Regions from separate parts of the Bicyclus anynana genome. Here region 1 is linked to region 2. Evidence: chromatin contacts called from public Hi-C data. All regions are on one chromosome and are shown on one strand. Each heading gives the region's core, a stretch centred on a gene start, on an enhancer-like site or on the middle of the called end of the contact. The rest is flanking DNA. Distances are from core to core; before and after follow the strand shown.

Evidence for each region. A called contact is a pair of places that touch in the nucleus more often than the background predicts.
Region 1: a contact with region 2 is called in a Hi-C map of whole larva, with 3 times the contacts expected there. The contact joins two enhancer-like sites. A contact is called at or near these places in 2 of 2 Hi-C or Micro-C datasets (whole body and whole larva).

Annotation. Positions count from the first base shown.
Region 1 is chr16:8,596,522-8,601,157 of ilBicAnyn1.1, forward strand. It overlaps LOC112044019, which reads left to right. Exons shown (of 12, transcript XM_052886228.1): 5 at 1,153-1,256; 6 at 2,609-2,713; 7 at 3,993-4,083. Among protein-coding and RNA genes, the nearest start is that of LOC112044036, 20 kb to the right of the region's middle. Within about 2 kb of position 2,185, at least 7 of the 8 cell types and tissues checked have open chromatin away from gene starts, as enhancers often do.
Region 2 is chr16:8,517,860-8,522,183 of ilBicAnyn1.1, forward strand. The region is part of intron 4 of LOC112044019; the gene reads left to right. Among protein-coding and RNA genes, the nearest start is that of LOC112044036, 98 kb to the right of the region's middle. Within about 2 kb of position 2,027, at least 8 of the 8 cell types and tissues checked have open chromatin away from gene starts, as enhancers often do.

The DNA.
Region 1 (4,636 bases), core at 935-3,434, 79 kb after region 2:
AAGATAAACAAAATGGTTTTCCTTGTTGTCTTTACTCAATGAGACAATCAAAACTTGAATAGCATGCATGTATACAGAAATAATAAGGAAAACTTAAGTTTGCAACTAACCGCATATCAAAGGAAATGTTTAATGACATAAGACTGAATGAGGAAAATTATCCCGATACTTATGTTTTTTATGATATACGAGTAATTCTTATTTATACCCATTTTAGTAATTGGTAGTTATAATAAACATATTACTTTTGTGAAACTCAAACTCAAATTAATATTGTAGGCTTGTACAATATTTTTTGAAAAGACAAACTGTCAGCTTTCACCTGATAAGTAGTTTAATTTTTTCGGAACCTATTCTAAACCATTGTGTTGTTTTGCTGTTATACCATCATCGTAAAACATTTTATTCACATGTCTGTTACGTTAAACTAACGAACCCAGTCAAACTTCGCAGTTAATGATAACAAATTGGACTATAATCGATCATATCTAACTTAAATAAATTCCACAAAAAGGTTGCACATACAAATTTAACCTATTGAACGCGTAGAGAAAATATAAAACATTCAATATGAAACATGCCTTGTATTTATAATGTCTGTTTACTTGGGCTATTGATCAGAATTAGCATTTAATCCTCGCATACTCCTGCATATGTAGGTATTTATCGTCTTACAACGATTATGGCTGGACATTATATTTCATATAACGAGTGACTGTCAGCATATGCCGGGTCAATTAGCATGAATTAGCGCTAGATAGGCCGGGCCCGGCTATAAATTGCCCTATTGAATAGATAAAGGTAAAGATAACACGTTCAAATTGAATGGCGGACTTAACGTTAATTGATTGATGTTTGCGAAAAACAAATATTGTTTTAGATTTTACATGTGTCTAGATAAAAGATATATTTTGTTTTATTCTCTTTAATTTTGGTTTATTTAATTAACGGACCTACGTAGGTACTTTAAAATAATATATAGTCCCCAAAAATATTATATAAATTAACAATGTTTTTGGACATAAATATTTCCCTTTCAAGCGAAAAGCTAGGACGAGATATTATGACAACGATGCAACGAGCAGATGTTTGTACCTAAGTATTTTGTTCTTCCTCTTCTTTTTTGGTAACCTTATGTTATTTTGTTTTTAGGATACTATCAGCCGGCGGGTCCGCTGATAAAAGAGAGCGGCGCAGACGCAGAGCGAGCGCTTGCGAGATACCACCCGCCGCACTACCATGCCCCGCACCCCCCTGTGAGTAACCACCATCCACATACAATATTAAGATACATGAGAGCGGTGCAGACGCAAAGCGAGCGCTCGCGAGATACCTCCCGCCGCACTACCATGCCCCGCACCCCCCTGTGAGTAACCACCATCCACTAACAGTATTAAGATACATGAGAGCGGCGCAGACGCAGAGCATGCGCTCGCGACATACCACCCGCCACACTACCATGCCCCGCACCCCCCTGTGAGTAACCACAATCCACATACAATATTTTGACACAAGAGAGCGGCGCAAATGCAGAGCGAGCGCTCACGAGATACTACCCGCCGCACTACCATACCCCGCACCCCCCTGTGAGTAACCACCATCCACATACAATATTAAGACAAGAGAGCGGCGCAAACGCAGAGCGAGCGCTCACGAGATACTACCCGCCGCACTACCATGCCCCGCACCCCCCTGTGAGTAACCACCATCCACATACAATATTAAGATACATGAGAGCGGTGCAGACGCAAAGCGAGCGCTCGCGAGATACCTCCCGCCGCACTACCATGCCCCGCACCCCCCTGTGAGTAACCACCATCCACTAACAGTATTAAGATACATGAGAGCGGCGCAGACGCAGAGCATGCGCTCGCGACATACCACCCGCCACACTACCATGCCCCGCACCCCCCTGTGAGTAACCACAATCCACATACAATATTTTGACACAAGAGAGCGGCGCAAATGCAGAGCGAGCGCTCACGAGATACTACCCGCCGCACTACCATACCCCGCACCCCCCTGTGAGTAACCACCATCCACATACAATATTAAGACAAGAGAGCGGCGCAAACGCAGAGCGAGCGCTCACGAGATACTACCCGCCGCACTACCATACCCCGCACGCCCCTGTGAGTAACCACCATCCACATACAATATTAAGGTACAAAAGAGCGGCACAGACACAGAGCGAGCGCTCGCCGCTCGCAAATACCACCCGCCACACTACCATGCCCTGCAACCCCCCATGAGTAACCACCATCCAATTACAATATTAAAATACAAACGGTACATACACAGTATTAGAGTCATATATTTTATTTTCCAAAGTTAATCTGTTTTAATTAATTACAAAAAAAAACCGTCTGCGTACTTGGAAATCCACACAATGATAACGATTTCGTTTGCTTGCTCTGATACGTAAATACAAATCAGTGGCATACTCGTATAGCTCAGTAGATATTAGTAAGACGGCAGACGGACTAACATTTATCATTAAATTAAAATATACCTATAATTATAACATAATATATTCTACTTGGATACTAGTATGTTGAATTATGAGTAACTAGAGACTTTTAGAATAATGTAATCAATTTCGTTCCAGGTGCTGCAACAGTATGGGCCGTATTACCCCGCGGAGCTGTGCTACGGGCGGTACTACAGACCGCCTGGACCCTACCACATCTCGCCGCCGCAGCCTGATGCACAGGTAACTCAGCTACCATTCCTACACTTAAAAACAGTAACCAGCAAAAAACCGCACGCAGGAAGCCGTGTGAACCCTGCTATTGAAATATATACGAGTGATTAAACGGGACCCCGTTTTTTACTGGACTACGGATACAGTATCTAGTGACAAACCCAAATGGCACAATTCGACGGGATCAGTTTTTTGCGAGATCCCGCATTCGAGATGCTCGTGTGAATACTAATAATATAAAATAATAACCACATTCGCCATCAAACGTGATCCTGCAGTAAACGGCATCCTGCAAAAATCTGGACTGCCATGTGAAAGGGGCGTAACGAGCTTTTAAAATATACCGCTTCTAAATATATAGTTGAATATATATTTATACATAAATACACATGTTATAGACTAACAAACACTGAACATATAACACTTAAGACGAATTACAAGTACATAAATACTTAGTCGACCGAGACGATTCCGATACAGGTTTAGAAAGTCTGGTCACCTTGTCCCGTTCAAATGGCAAATTTAATTAAGGTCCTAACGTAAGTACATAGAGCTACGTACGCGTGACTTTTGGTATTATGGGTATTGATTTATTTATCTGTATGTCAACCTTCGCATGCAGTTAAATGCTCTGTGAATCCCAGGAAACTTATATGGGGCATCGTGATTTTATCGTTACAACCATACAATCATACAGAAAATAAATCCGATAGAATGACGATTCATTACTTCGACCAATTGCTGCAATGAATTGCTTAATTATTTTTTATTGCTGAATTGCTCCTATAACTTAAAAGCAGTAAAATGTGTTCTTGAGATAGTTTTATTAGTGTCTTTTTGAGAATGCGTCCAGTGGCGCTAACATGCGACCAACGAGATAATAAGCAGAGAAATAGACTAAATTATATATAAAAGAAAGAGATGGGTCTGAGACTACGCGCCATTTGACGAAATTCTGTCTATATTTCTCTTCACTGATCTTCGGTTTAATTTTGTCTTTTTCTCTTCACGAGATTATCTCGTTGGTTGTATGTTAGCGTCGCAGGTATGTACTCATTTCTGCCGTTCTATCATTTTTTTATCATTAAAATCAGTTCCTCTTTATTTACTTATATTATAAAGGATAGCCTTTTATAAAATTAGTAAGTATAGAGGAAATGATTATTCAAGAAACTCGTCATCCCGTCCCGTCTAAGATAAAAGACGTTAATACTTCTGATAATAAATATACCAAATGTTCTGAATAGTACGAGTATGTATTTATTTAAGTGCTTCTTTGTTATTCCAGATGGTAGGCGTAGGAAGCGAGCCGTACCCACCTCAGTACTACGGCACGCCGCCATGTTACCAACATTCCCCGCAGAGGATACCATACGTAGGTTAGTAACAATTTCTGTTCCATATTTGAAATTTATAGAATTGTTTGCGTTATGCGCAAAATGACACAAATGTAGGTACTTCCTAAATCATAAAATTGGGCACAAGAATAATCCGTAATACGTATAATGCAATCCGCCGCAAAAATCATTATTTTTGCAATAAATTTTGTTCAACAAATTTCTTTTGAACTTTGAAGCAGGATTTTACACGCTTAACACTTAGTATAGATATAGAGCAGGGGTGGCCAACTTGATAAGACCCAAGATCTCCTGTTTACTATTGAAACCCTGTACGATCTACCAATTACATAATGTGAGTACTTATTGCGTTTACGTTGCGTAGACGTTTTTTCATAAATGAACCAATTTACAACAATTTACAAGTTGTTGAAATTTTTTCTTCTCTATGTCAACTATCATATATTATAATTTTTATAAAAATTATACAAGATAATGCGTGAAGGAGTTGGTGATTACGTTGTGCAGTCTGGTCTACGTATTTATATTTTTTGCTTTGCAACGATCTACTGGACTAACAGTCGCGATCGACCGG
Region 2 (4,324 bases), core at 777-3,276:
TGTGCGAGGTAAGAAGGTACGTATAAAGACGAACAAGCAGAAACCGGTTTCAGGATACCTCATATATCAATCAAAACTGTCAGTTTTTAATTACAATAAAATAATAACTGAGCTTATAATAAACTGGTCAAAAGTGTGCCTCGTATATGCACTGTTTTTATCTCAACGGCATTGCAACGCAAGAATTCTTTCTCATTAACTTCACCTAATTAAATTTTATTTGAACATTAGTATAAAGAAAAGTATCGTTGGTTGCGCGGTCTTTAGATTTTCTCACATATACTCGTAAAGGATAAATTGTTGCTGCTTTATCATTGGTATCTGTGAATTGTCATTGAATAATTTTAATGTAATGTATAGGTAACACATTGGCCATAAAAGTTAATATAATAATTATATCTTTGGAATTCGCTACGGAAAACTATTCGATTTTTTAAGTATTGCAATAATTTTAACATTGCATATTTTCCTATCTTCTAATTTAATAATATTGTCCATTATACATGATAACATATCCATATAGATATTTATGTCCTAGTCTATGATCTTTTTTTTTACTATATAAAAATAAGTCGGGTTTTCCTTCCTGACGCTATAACTCCAGAACGCACAAACCGATTTCCACGGTTTTGCATTCGTTGGAAAGGTCTCGGGCTCCGTGAGGTTTATAGCAAAGAAAATTCAGGAAAAAGTAGGGGTGGGGTAGGGTAGGGTAGGGTAGGGGTAGTTGAAAGCTTACATCGAGTTTCACGCGGACGAAGTCGCGGGCGTCCGCTAGTAGATATATATTTACCGGGCTGTGATAGCTATATATTTACAAAACACTATCAATAATTTATAAAAAAAATCCACTCTTCCGCTGCGGAGCATTTAGTGTGCCCAATCAACCGGTGTTCAGGGTTCCAGAGTGAGAAATCTCCATACAATACACGCCATTTTAAGAATCACTGCCTTCTGTATCCGACCCTTGATCAAGCAGTTAAGCGAAAGCTTCTTATGGGTTGGTCGAAGCTTTTGGCTATTATATTATCTATCAATATTGTATAGCTTGACCCAGCGCTCAAACCCAGGAGGTAAGGAGGAAAGCTATAGGTATAGGCTAAATGGACCAACAAGAAAGAAAACCTTACTAATAATTAAATATCTGTCTGTAAAAATACATAACATCGCATTTTACCTACCTACCTAAGAAATGTTTATGATTACAGCTATTAAAACCAGGAGCTTGTAGGAAATCTGCGATATAGAATTCTCGGTAAAACGCATAATTGTACGCCAAATGTTACCAACTGTTCGTACGTAAATGGTGCACGATTTTAACTGCCTACGACTTGAAATGTTTTTTGATTTTGATACTTATTTTTGTACTCAATACAATGGTTTTTATATCCCAATCTCGAAAGGAGGTGTTATATATAAAAGTAAAAATAAGATCAATGCCTAAAACTTGAGCTTAAACCCAATCTATTAAATAATTATAGTTATTGATAAATATTTGATGTCTAATTTTTTTTTTTTTGTTTTAAAATCTCAGCAATCAACTATAAAATCCCTAACGTATTCGGTGAAATATAAAACATCTGTAGTTTAATAAAACAGAAATTTGCATTACCAAACAATACATCATCGTTACGTAGGCATATTTACATGCAGTGTTACCAACGCAATGTGACATTTACGTATATGCAAGAACATTTCTTATGCAACAAATATGCAACAGCTACCTCTCAGCGCAAGCGCTAACGAAAGCTCGAAGGAGTACAAATCCCAACAACACGCGCAAGTGTAAATTGCCTTTATGCATGTTTTCGTATTGCTTACATTAAAATGTACAGAAACGAGCTTACGGTCACACGGTTAGGCGCGCCTAATGAGAAAGTTTATCAAGCGATTATTGCGTAGTTCAGCGGGAAGCTTCGTCCGCCTCGTCCGCTAGAGGCGCTCCCGCCGCAGGTGTGCCCTCCTCCCCCCACCACAGCGCTACGACGCAGCTTTCTTTAGTACACGCCACTTCACGTCAGTCGACTGTCAACCACGGAGGCGGGCGGTCGCACGCACGCCGCAGAAAAGCGCCGCGCCAACCGTAAACACGACGCACTATCTGCGCACCGCTTCCGTTCGTGAAATAACCTCAATCTAACGCTCCTTCGCTCGTGTCGTGTTGTGCCAAAGTGGATATATGAAAACAGTGCAAATCGAAACATCAGTACATGTAAATAAATGTCACGTATAGCGGTGTAGTGTCCGCTGCGTTGATCAGATCGTGCAAAGAAATTGTGGATTGCCGTATTGTGTGAACTGCGAAACGAGTTCCGGCCGGTTCTATTGAAGCTACCGAATCTACATGTTGTCTACTGATCAGATCAGTTTCTAACTAACTAATAGTTGTGCCTCCCGCCTTTGATCTGTAGCGAGCTGCTTTTATCGCCTGTATGAGAGCTGCCCTATATTAGCCATTTAAGCTGTTTAATAACATTCATATGACTCCATTAGAGTTTAATCATCATTTTTTCGGCTCAATCCGTTTAGTTTCAGTTTGATTAAAAATTCTTTAGATCGCCACTGTCATTTACTTTATTTTAGTTAAAGATAAAACGTCTTTTTAAATATTTATTATTCAGTATTACCAAAATATTTTGATCTACTACTACTGTATTCTATAATTATAGGACTATTTTAAAAGCGTTATAATATTTACGGTGAGCTTGCCGTTGTCATCGCTATCAATTAGTGCCATCGAGGTGTCCCACTTATACAAAAGTCAAACTGTTACGAAGAGGAAAACTTATAATAAGCCTATAGATCAACTTTATTTATAGTACTGTTTATTTTCAGCACATAATCTGACAAAAGATAGCAATATTTAAACAAATTATAAACATCAGAAAGAGTTTGAAAAAGGACCATTAGCAAAAACATATTATCATTGATTAGTTGTCGAGGATAAAATTAAGAGATAAAGTAAAACCTATTCAAGTAACGAAAACAAACGAAAGTGTAATAATAATTTATTATTATCGCAAGATAAGGGACAAGTTTGTGACAAAAAATCTACTGCGCAATATGTCATTTGAGATAGTAACTTAAAATCGGATGTATATTTAGCTAAATAATATGAAATGTAACAACTTTTTGCAAACGTATTACTTAACGTTATTTTAAAACAAGTTAACATTGTTATTTGTTTATTCTATTATAAAAAGTAGGTCTTCATTAAAATAATACCTAAAGATAAACTAATAATTTCTTCAGGCATTACAATATTTTACAAACTTGATTAAGTTAAGAATGAATAAGTTTAGAATCAGACAAATGCCACCGTCGCTAAAGTAGCCCTTATTACAACAATGCAAATTGTTTAAAGCAATTAATTTAGTTTGATACATGCCATGATAAATTAACGCTTAATTAGGTATATACAGACATTTGCCTCATAGATAAAGCCAGAATTCCTTTCTGTTAATTCGAAACAATGATTGTTGCATAAATACCGATATCCGTATTCCCTAAAAGTAATTTACTACTACTTAAAAGTTTATTTTTAGGTACTTCTAGGATTTCTTCTACTTCTAGTTACGTCAGACTGATTAAATTGTGCTCCATTTTCTTGGGACTCTCTGCTCTCGGATTTAAGATACCACAGAATGCATTGAAACTTTAAACTTCGCTAACTATAACACAACGGCTTTTACCCTCTGGTTAATCTTTTGTTTAGCTAATTTAACATAACCGCAGGTTGAGAAAGTTTGTCTTTGAACAACTTTATTCCAACAATTTCAACGTTCTTGTTTACGTTTTAATTAAAATTGAAATAATTAGTTATCCCTTCACATAGTTTTAATGTTGCATCAAAGGACTGAAATAAATATTTATTAAAGAAAATAAATAACAAATATTATTGATTGGAATGTTTGACCTCCTGTTTCTTGAGTTCTTATGGCTTATATGCGGTATCCATTATCGCTAAAATTCGACTCATATTATTTCTGGACATAACACTACGAAGGTTATTTGTTGTGTTATTTATTTGTTTGTTTTTTTATATTGTTGTTGTTGATGTGGTTGTTGTTGAAGTTTAACCAAAAAATGCTAACGAGATACCTAAAAAAATAAGGAAATCCGCGAGATTTGCAAATTTTGTTGATACCTTTAATTTGATAATATTTATGTCTGTAAGTCTATTTTATTTACAAACTCCTCAGTATAATTTCAATAAAATCCTAGGTCGTCTAAAGTTTTATCGAAATGCTGCATATTATGCTTGTTTAAATTAGCGGTATATAGCGCGTGGTAGGCAGGCCGAGAGAAAGGCACTTTCTCTAGC